2 separate regions of the Hordeum vulgare genome follow, and region 1 is linked to region 2. The links are chromatin contacts, called in public Hi-C maps. All regions are on one chromosome and are shown on one strand. Each heading gives the region's core, a stretch centred on a gene start, on an enhancer-like site or on the middle of the called end of the contact. The rest is flanking DNA. Distances are from core to core; before and after follow the strand shown.

The links. A called contact is a pair of places that touch in the nucleus more often than the background predicts.
Region 1: a contact with region 2 is called in a Hi-C map of leaf, with 4 times the contacts expected there. The contact joins the promoter of LOC123406048 here to the enhancer-like site in region 2. A contact is called at or near these places in 2 of 6 Hi-C or Micro-C datasets (leaf and seedling).

The regions. Positions count from the first base shown.
Region 1 is chr6H:376,673,733-376,678,860 of MorexV3_pseudomolecules_assembly, reverse strand. It overlaps LOC123406048 (transcription factor MYB30-like), which reads right to left and starts at 3,033. Exons shown (of 1, transcript XM_045099546.1): 1 at 2,125-3,033. The coding sequence starts at 2,877. The coding sequence ends at 2,149.
Region 2 is chr6H:376,499,602-376,504,912 of MorexV3_pseudomolecules_assembly, reverse strand. No RefSeq gene overlaps it. Among protein-coding and RNA genes, the nearest start is that of LOC123406074, 140 kb to the left of the region's middle. Within about 2 kb of position 3,117, at least 1 of the 3 cell types and tissues checked has open chromatin away from gene starts, as enhancers often do. A contact at or near this core is called in leaf, where this site is marked.

The DNA.
Region 1 (5,128 bases), core at 1,784-4,283, 170 kb before region 2:
GTTGATCTTAACTGCAAGTTGTATGCACATATTATCATTCTGAACCTTATTCCCCTAAGGCGATAATGGTTGGGATATTGACGATGATGACTTTAACTTGAGGAGTTCAAATATTCACTTTGTTAATGCATTGTTCCGGTTCTCTATTGAAGCGAGCGCCTTAGTTACCCTTTGTTTCCATTAGGACCCTGCTATCATAAGAGGGTAGGACAAAATATGATATGCAAGTTCTTACCTCAAGCACATATGACTATGTACGGAATACATGCATACATATGATTGATGAATTGGAGATGTTGTGTATTGCTCTAGGTTGTGATAGTTACATACTGAATCTCATTTAAATATGCATTGCTACTCGATGGCTACACTTTAATATTATTGATTTTTCCTAAGTCACTACTACTCTGTTGATTACAAATCTGCTACTATTGCTCCTACTACTACTGTTAATTTACTATCACTACTATCATATTATCGTGCTAAATTGTTGCAAGGAAGTGATTTCTCTAGTGTGGTTGAATAGACAACTCAAATGTGAAGTCTTATTTTTTTTGGCTTTTATTGTGTCGAATCAATAGATTTGGGTGAAATACTACACTCGATGACTATTGTGAGCCCCTATACTTGTGGGTCAACAAGACTATTTTCTAGCGCCGTTGCTAGTCACCATAACTCTATTTATGAAGTTCACTTGAAAGTCAATTATTTTCTACGATTTATCTTTACTACAAAGAACCACAGATATTCCAGAACCAAGCTCATGCCCTCTAAGACTAGGGGAGGTAAGGATTGCCAACTAGGTATGTGCTTTATTGACCTTATGTTTTATGTCAACTTGTGACACCACCACCGCATGTTTTACAATATGATATGTTACAAACAATAGACACTTCTTCTATTATTGATGATACTCATGATGGTGCTTCTACTTAGCTTGATAATATTATACCACTTGATGAATTACTTGATGCTTATATTGCTAAAGCTAAAGAAACTGAATTTACTCAAAACTATGAATCACTTGGTACACCGAGTACTCTCGTTAGAAATAAAATACTTGATGTTCCTGACGGTTACACTTTTAATCAAGAAATTATTAAAGAGTTTATGGCTTATGATACTAATAAAAACATATATTTCATTGCTATACTTAAAGAAAAGGCCATGAACAAAATGATGAAAAATGATCTTAAGTTTGCAACATCTTCAATTTTTGTTGATGATAAGGATTATGGATTCTCTATTGATCATGGACTTATTACTTTGGTAGAATCTAATCTTTTTCATGCTTATGAATCTTAATAAGTTATTGCACACCTTATTTGCTTAAGAGGAAAAGTTTTGCTATTATTATATTTTTAAATTATTTTCTTTCTCATTAGAGGATGATGCTAAAATACGGTTTAATAATCTTACTCATGACTTTATGTGTAGTCCCAAGAATATGATTTATTATTTCTCTTAAAAATATTTTCATATTCATATGAAACAAGTTGCCTTATAGGAAATACACAATTTTAAGCAACTTGAGTAAGAGTTTGTCCCACAAGTTTGACGGAGGCTTCTCGAATTACTAAATGCTTTGCGAGTGGTCATCCTCTTAAAACTAACGAAATCTTTGGTAACACCTAAAGTAAATTGACATGTGTGACTTCGTCGCCGTCGGTCTTAGCGGCGATGGTGGCCGTGTTCAATAAGATCTGGGGGTGCTTTGGCAGCAAAGGCGCTATTCGTAGGCTCAAGTAGACCTCTAGTTGTGATAGTACCAACATCACATTCGTCTCTTGATCGTGGATCCTTGTGGACGGACACCGACACTTCCTGGCCAAGATCGATGACATTCCAGCTACCTCCTAAATATGGTTTTCTTGTTGTAGCGACAACATGGCAAAGGATGCAGAATCCACATGTGTCGGATTATGTACACAAAATGATTTGGTATATTATAACTCAAGGGTTTAGTAGGTTACTTGTCCGTCGGCTACTTGGGAAAAATTCTGTCGCTATGGCCAGCCAATGCGTACGTGGAACTGAGCCAGGAACAAGGGGTCAACTCAACCGACGAACTACAGAAACTTGCGAATTCGTCATAGTCCAAATGAAGCGAATGCTAGCGAGAAATACGAACATGGCCAAATCTTCTCATTAAATCTGTGACAAACTATGCATGTCACTAGCCTGCATGAACAACGTGACCCAGAAGTCCATCTCATCGTTGCTCGACGACGGCGATGCACTATCTGCGCCGAATGTGTCGCTGGTTTCCAGCCCGGAACCGGAGCTGTCCACCGACATCGCCAGTGTCTCCGACCAGAAGCTGTCGTCAATCTGGAACTCCTCCGACTCCGAGGAAGAGCTGTCGGTGGCGGACGACGTCGAGAGGGACTGCTCCGGCGACATCGGGAGGGACTGCCCCGGTGACGACGCCGGCTGGGAGGTCGGGCCCTCGAGCGCGCTCGTAGCCACAGCAGGCTTCTTGGCTTTGCGCTTAGGCGCTGCCTGGCCGGACGGCTTGGACGAGGACTGGAGCCGTTTCTTGAGGTGTGTGTGCCAGACGTTCTTGATCTCGTTGTCCGTCCTCCCAGGAAGCCTGGCGGCAATGGTGGACCATCTGTTGCCGAGCATGGCGTGGAGCTGGATGATGGCGTCTTCCTCCTCGCCGGTGAAGTTGCCGCGCTTGATGTCGGGGCGGAGGTAGTTGATCCACCGGAGGCGGCAACTCTTGCCGCAGCGCAGCAGGCCGGCCTGCTTGGGCAGCGCCCGCCAGTTGCTGTGGCCGTGCTGCTCGATGTGAGCCACCAGGGTCATGTCCTCCTCCGCCGTCCACGGCCCCCTCTTGAGCCCCATCTTCTCGCAGCAAGGAGCCCTCACCATTGTTGCTGCTGACTGTATGCGCTCCTCTCTTCTCTTCTCTTCTCTTCGCGCTGTGTGCCGTGTCCGTGTGTGATGGCCTGATGGGTGAGTGGCTGAGTGCTCGGTGGTATTGACGCTTGGGCGAGGGAAGGGAGTTGGATGCTGGGGGAAGCTGATGATGGTGTGTGGATTGCGAGGGCGTTGGGCTATTTATGCTCGCTCGCGTCGACAGACAGCAAAACGTGGTCAATTGAGGTTATTGGGCAGCTTCTGGGAAGGATCGAGTCGAATGGTGACAAAACGAGGCGGAATGGCAACGTTCGCTCCCACTTGTTCCTTTTCTATTGTTTGGGAATTGGATGGAGTCCATGTACGGTTTTTTGTTTCCTTGTTTATTGCTCGCTTTGCTTCTACTTTAGTCGATATATACTCTACACTCCTGTGTCCGTTTAAAAATCCGCATGTTGCATGCGCATGTGTTTCTGGTGGCATTGTTCTGTCTAAAATGATTAGAGAACTGCTGCCTCGTTTGTCTCAGGAGTGGGCGTACTTGATGCAACAAAAACATCAAAGGGGGTTCTCAATCGGACTCAGGGAGCCTCTGCCAAACTAGTACTATTGCCATCTTTGGGTACACGCACTGGTTCGAGTAAAAAGCCTATTTCAGAAAATATAGAAAATTTGTACACGTATATCATGTGACACAATATATACGGACACATCTTGGTTAAAGAATATGAGCATTTCTGAAAAATCATACCCTTATACTCTTTCCGTTTCTTTTTAGTCTGCATATAACTTTTGTCTGAAGTCAAATCATCTCTACTTTGACCATACTTATAGAAAAAATATCAACATTCACAATACCAAATCTATACCATTAGCTTCTTTATGAAACGTAATTCCATACTATATATATTTGGTAATGTAGTTGTTGATATTTTTTAATATAAACTTGATCCAACTATATAAAGTTTGACTTGACTCAAATCTTATAGACGGAGTAAAAAAATGAAGGGAGTACATTTTAAAAATGATGTGCCTCCCCTCCATCCATTGCTTGCTTCGACGATGAGAGGGGGTAGGGATCATGCTGATTTGGATCAATGATGGCAGGATGCAGTGGCGGAGGTAAAGGGTTGCCAGGGTAAGATTTTAAAATAGCTTTTATATCATTAAAAAAGGTTTAAAAATAAAAATTAAATGTATATATACAACATTATTGTTGGCCCAGTCTAACCTAGTGGGCTAAGTCCGTCACTAGCAGGGTAAGGTTTTTAGCTCAGGTTTCGATCCCCATTCCATGGGGGTGAGGCGCTCGCATCATCGATAAGTTTTGCATGACTCATCGTCGTTCCTTCTTGGCATAGCTGGAAAGACGTGCGAAAGGTGGTGTATGTCCACAAGCCTGGTTCATTGAGTTGAGGTTTTTCTTTGCAGGTTTCTCTCAGTTGCTTCGTCTAAGCATGATTGTGTGTCTTAGTCTTCCGGCTGCAATCCTGTTGGGAGTGTGTGAGAGTGGAGTTTTCTGACTCGGCTAGTGGCGGATTTGGGTCCCAGGCAGCCCGAACGGCGGCCTGGGATGTGAGGCCCCTTTGATTTGTTGACTGTATCAAATACTGTAGCTATAGTTGTTAGAGCATATATCTCCATATGTGGTTTTGGTAATTGATGACAATTCCTATGGACTAATGGTTGCCTTAAGTTACATTTATAGGATTTGTCCATAGGCACTTCTTGAAGTCCATCTGTTGGGTTCAAGGAGTTTATATGATGACCAAGATGGTATTCAAGCTATTATCCAAAGTATGGTCATAGAGACACATGGTTGATCAAGATCTCAGACAAAGAGTAAATCAAGATGATCAACACACAAAGCGTACAAGATGTACCGAGAGGGATCAAGTGATCCCATGGTATGGTAAGCATTGTCCATTAAGTGTTTGTGTACTAACCCATGGTCTTCGTGAGAGTTCTATGTGGGGGTTAGGTGTGTTTCCATGGGCTTGCGTCAAAGGGAAGATCTCATACAACCCATGAAGTATGACGTCAAGTTGTGATCGTCATCAAGATTGCGATGTGCAAGTTCAAGTGGATCAACACGAAGATATCATGCTTGAAGCTTGCCGTCCATTGTGGTGGCAATGAGCTTGTGAAGATATGCTGAAGAGTGGCTGACCCATAGTGAGTATGGGGGAGCAATCAACTAGTCTTCATCAAGCCAAGACAATCAAGAAAGGTGGTCCATCTTGAGGAAGCCAAGATCATCATC
Region 2 (5,311 bases), core at 1,868-4,367:
TTTGCTCCATAATTCATTATATATTCCATAAATAATTCAGAAAAAGTTTTGTCTAGTCCCGAGAACTTTTGTTTCTGCACAAGAATAGCACCATAGTAGTTTTGTTGAAAACAACGTCAGTCATAGGTTAGTTTCATTCAAATCATACAAGTTAGATTCCAAAACTAGAGAAAAAGTGTTTGGAAAAGTAGATATGTTTGAGCCGCATTAGCACGTTAAGCGATTCTTATGTACTTCAGTTATGTTAGTGATCTTGAGAAATCGCACTAGTGAAAGTATGAACCCTAGGCCTTGTTTTCCAGCATTGCAATAACGTTTGTTCTCTCTTTTATCACTTGCTACCTTGTTGTTTTTATCATTTTAGATTTCAAAAATCTATATCTACTATCCATACTACACTTGTATCACCATCTCTTGTCCGAACTAGTGCACCTATACAATTTATATTGTATTGGGTGTCTTGGGGACATAAGAAATTTCTTGTATTTAATTGCAGGGTTGTTTGAGAGGGGTCATCTTCATCCCGTACCTTCCACGGATTGATTAATCTTACGTCATTCACTTAAGGAAATTTTGTTGATGTCCAACAAAACTCTATGCTTGAAGGTCCAAGAAAGTCTAGAAGAATAAGTTCCGTAGTAGACATGAGTGGCAGCGATAAAATAATTTTGGGTCTAGCTTAAAGGTTTCTGAATACTAGAGTACTTATGGAGCCAAAAATAGGTCAAACGAAGCCACAAGTGACCCACAAGCTTGGGTGGCGCCCCCGTAGGGGAACGCCGTTTGAGCCCTCCTCCTGAAGCTCTAGTATCACATATATTTAAAAAAAATCCTCATAATGTTTCTTCGTGTTTGAACTTTGTTTGATATGGTTTTTCTGCAAAACCGAAAACATGGAGAAAACAAGAACTAACAATGGGCACTAAATTAATAGGTTAGTCAATATAATGATTTCATCTAAAATATACGAAGTTATAATATAAAAGCATGAAACCATCAAAAAACATAGATACGTTGGAGACATATCAGATGGAAGGGCCATATAAGTTGGCAAGAGCCGAAGAACTGCCATTTAGTGTGGAAGTGAACAAGGACAATACATAGCAAAAGGAGAACAAATAGAGTACATCTAGTGGACATATCCATTTACATAGACTTCGAAGATCCACATGGAAACAAATCTAGATAAACTACTCTAAAAACTCCTCATTTGGAAGACATGCATAAAATTTATTTGCTATAGGAAGTTCCTTCCTCTTCTGAGGAAGCATGATGCCCCTTATTCACTCTTCCATTATTCTCTTTCTTCTTGTTGTTCTTGTTGTTTAATAACTCTTGTGAGAAGTCCTTTGGAGGAACATTACAAAAAGTATTTAAGGTTTTGAGTATTTTCCATCAAGATTAAGAGGAATAACATGACAAGCAAAGAAATTCATGTTAGAGCATTTTCCTCTTAAAATCATTATTTAATTAAAGCAATCTTTAGCTTCTTACCAAAAAAATCCACCACATGGGCCTTTTCCTTCATCTTTCTTTTCATTTGTAGAGCACGGGTGGAGGAAGCCTACTCCAAAACAGGTCCTTGTTCTACAGATGATGAAGATTTACTTCTTTTGATGAGTGACCAAACTAACTTGGATATCACTACCCTAGCTGAATTACTGTTATACTGACAGGAAGTAGCCTTAGAGGAGAAACATGTATTATGTATATCAAATGGTACAAGTGATTTATTTTTAGAGCCTTGCAAAATAATAGACCACATTTGTGATGCAATGAAACCTTTTATCCATTCAAAGTTATAGCTATCACAAATGCCATGATTATAAAATTCACCCAGTCTACAAGTACTTGGATTACCTAAGGACTATTAGGGCTTGGAGCAAAAATGCTTCTGCCATATAGTGATACTCTCCTGTCCCAAACTCTGAATATCCATCTCCCCCTGTTAACACTTTCACTTGAAACCATAAGTTGCATCTCAGGCTTTGAGTCCAATCTCTGAAATAAGATGGGATACAAATTTACCTTTTACTTCAAAGCCATGGGGTGGGCGGGCTTAAACAAAACGTTGTTTAATTCTTGGGTCAAAAAAGGAACAAAGTCCAAACCTTCATTTCCAATCAGACTTCTAGAGTTTTTTTCCTCTTCCAGCTAGTAGTAAAAAAAATTTGTGGGTACTGGTAACTACTTACTAGTGGCGTGCATAAATAGCATCCGCCACTCGCTGTTTATTCTGCACGCCACAAATAAACATGATGCTTGTGGCATAATCTTTCCCGCCCAACACTATGAATGAATTTTTTTAATTAGAAAATAGGTTGCGCCTCTTGGGTTTTAGCCGACTGACTTAATTACACAATTGTATCACTACAGGTCGCAAATATTTAAAGCATCTCAATATGTATTGTATATCCACCAGTGAGCCTCTTTAACAAAAAGTCACTTTGGAGAACGAGCTTTAGTGAGCCCTATATTTTAAATAATGTCAAAATAATATTTTCAAGTTTCAGATAATTCTGAAGAACATTCAACATGATTTATATTACACAGGTCAAATACTGATGTTGAAATAAATAACCATGTAAGCTACATAAAAATGTCAAAATCATGATTTTGGAAAGATGAACAATGCATGTATTATTCGCTATTCAGTAATCGTCATTTTGTCATTTTTGTATATTTCACATGTTTACTTATTTCATCATAAATCTGTATACCTATAAAATATACATCTATACTATCATGTAGAATTGTTTTTGGGACTTTTTAGAATTTTAAATGTGATTTTTAAACTATTTAAAATAAGGTCCCCCAATGCACACACATGGATCCAAAATTCCACTCTCCATCGTAAGATTTAGTTTGACTCGCTACGACCATATATACACCAAGCCCCGTTGACACTTTGACCGTTCAGCTAGCCGCTTGAAGCATCGATTCTGTATCTTTCAAACGTACATCTCTCCACGTTATTTTCGGGGAACCGAACTGTTTTCTACACCTAAGTCCTATCGAGCTGAATTTGTAGCACGGTATTTCCCACTTGGTCCTGCTAACTCGATCCATCGTCTCCTCCACATACAGAGAACCGATCGTTTTCGCCTAAACAGTATGGTTCATGAACGACTGTGACATGCATATTGTAGTACTTACCTTGTTTAGTACGGAACTGCTTGATGACGAAGCTAGAGCAGGTCTCAATTTCTTGGAGATTGGCCCTGTCATTTTCCGCAGCCGGGATCGGTCCTTGATAGGCCTTCGTCTAGAGTTTCGGGAGGTTTCGTTGGGCTCTTTCCTCGTGCACTGTCCGGGAGATGCTGACAGATAGAGACCGAACGTGGTGCGGACTATGCTTATTTGACCAGGAAATTTTTAGTCCATTCTGAAAATCAAGTACTAGCATGTTTTTAGGAAAGGCAATAAATCAAGACGGCAAAAACGTATATGGTCCGTTTGAAGAAGTTCGCCGCATGCCAAGCTGTAGACCAGCAGCATAGTATACAGCTGAAGTGGTTTAGCTGACCTGATTGTCAAGTGCCACTTCGATCGTCGGCGGTGGGGCTACAGTTTTCATACGTTTTGCATGACAGCTAACGCAAGTTAGATTGAAAGCGTCTATGACTATGAGAAATCAGTCTGTGCCAAGCTAGTTGATCGGTTTAGTTTATCATTTTAATCAATCAAGGAGGCGAGGAGCTACAAAGCTGGGCCTCTCTTTTGGTTGAATTGTTCACTGAGCGTCTGAGCCAGCGTCGGCGCGTCGACCGCAAGCGGAACGCACGAATTCGCAACGTCTTGACAGAGACCAAATCAGCTCACAAACCCCATTTGATTGAGCCGACGTCGTCTAAAATTTCCACTCGATGTGATCACACAAGTGCCAAAAGGGGGAAAGTAGTTTGAACTTGGAGATACAAACTAATTAATAACTAAAAGGCCAGTGGTCTGCGCCCGGCTCGCCGGCCGAAACTTTCGACTGGCCCCGCGGGCCGCCACTAGTAGAAAACAGGGCTACCGTTCAGCCCTGGCCAGCCCATCAGTCCCGGTTCTTTAAGAACCAAGACCAATGGGGGGTATTAGACCCGGTTCGTGAGCCCAGGGGGCCGGCCGGGGCCTCGTGGGCATTGGTCCCGGTTCGTGTAAAACCATTTGTCCCGGTTCGAGCCACGAACTGGGACCAATGGTCCTCGCTGCTGGCCCACAACCATTGGTCCCGGTTCGTGGCTTGAACCGGGACAGAAGGGTTGGCTTTAGTCCCGGTTCATGTCACGAACCGGGACAAATAACTTGCCTACATATACCCACCGCCGCGACAGAGCACTCCACAGTGCTCTGTTTTTGTTAAGCCGGCGAGGGGAGGGCATTTAGGTGCTCTAGTTCACCTCCTATGCACATGAGGTGCTCGATGAAATGTCCGAGCCACACTAGTTAAGCTTTCTCCTCTCGAAACTCGATCTCCGAGCTCCATTTTCAACGAGGTTTGTCTAGATTTAGCGGTCCGTCACGCCTCGTCCCCGCCCCATCTTCAACCACCGTCGATCGCCCGCGCTGATCTCGTCGCCGGCACCACCGTGGTGAGCCTCTTGTTCTTATCTTCTTTGTGAAAGAAAAAAATTCTGACTTAAGATAGATACTTGTGTAATTTTCTTACTTTTATTATTCCTTGTTATTACATAGTGCGATGGTTTTGGTATCCGCCCCCGTCGGCCCTCGTCCTGTCTATGATTCAGATGTGGTATATATTATCTTTTCATAACTATTTGGTTCATTTATTGTTTATGACAATTATGCCGACCAATGTGACATAGATTTTATTTATCTAGGAGGTTGTTGAACCGGAAATTCCAACCGACCCTATTGTCGAGAGGTTAAATTAAGTTGAAGAAGAAAACAATTACTTGAAGGAAAAAATAAGAAAAATTGAGGAGGAGAAGATGATATTGGAGTTGCATGTTGCGGATGTCGTCGATGATCACAAGATCAAGATGGATGCAATGCGGTTGAAGATTAAAAAGATTAGAAAATATGCCATTCATACCGAGGCTTGGAATCATTATGCAGTTGGATCAGTTGTTACCTTGGTTGCGGTTATGATCACATTTGTTTTTGCATTGAAATGTTTTACATAATTTCAATGTATGGTCTAATTAGATCCTCTGGAGACCTATATGTTGTTCAATGAGAACTATGTATGTAGTTTGGTTTTAATGCTCTCGAAAACTATGTATGTACTTTGGTTTCAGAGTTCATTTCATATGCTTTTCAACTTCATGGTCTTACAGCTTTGAATGGTGTATTTTGAATACAG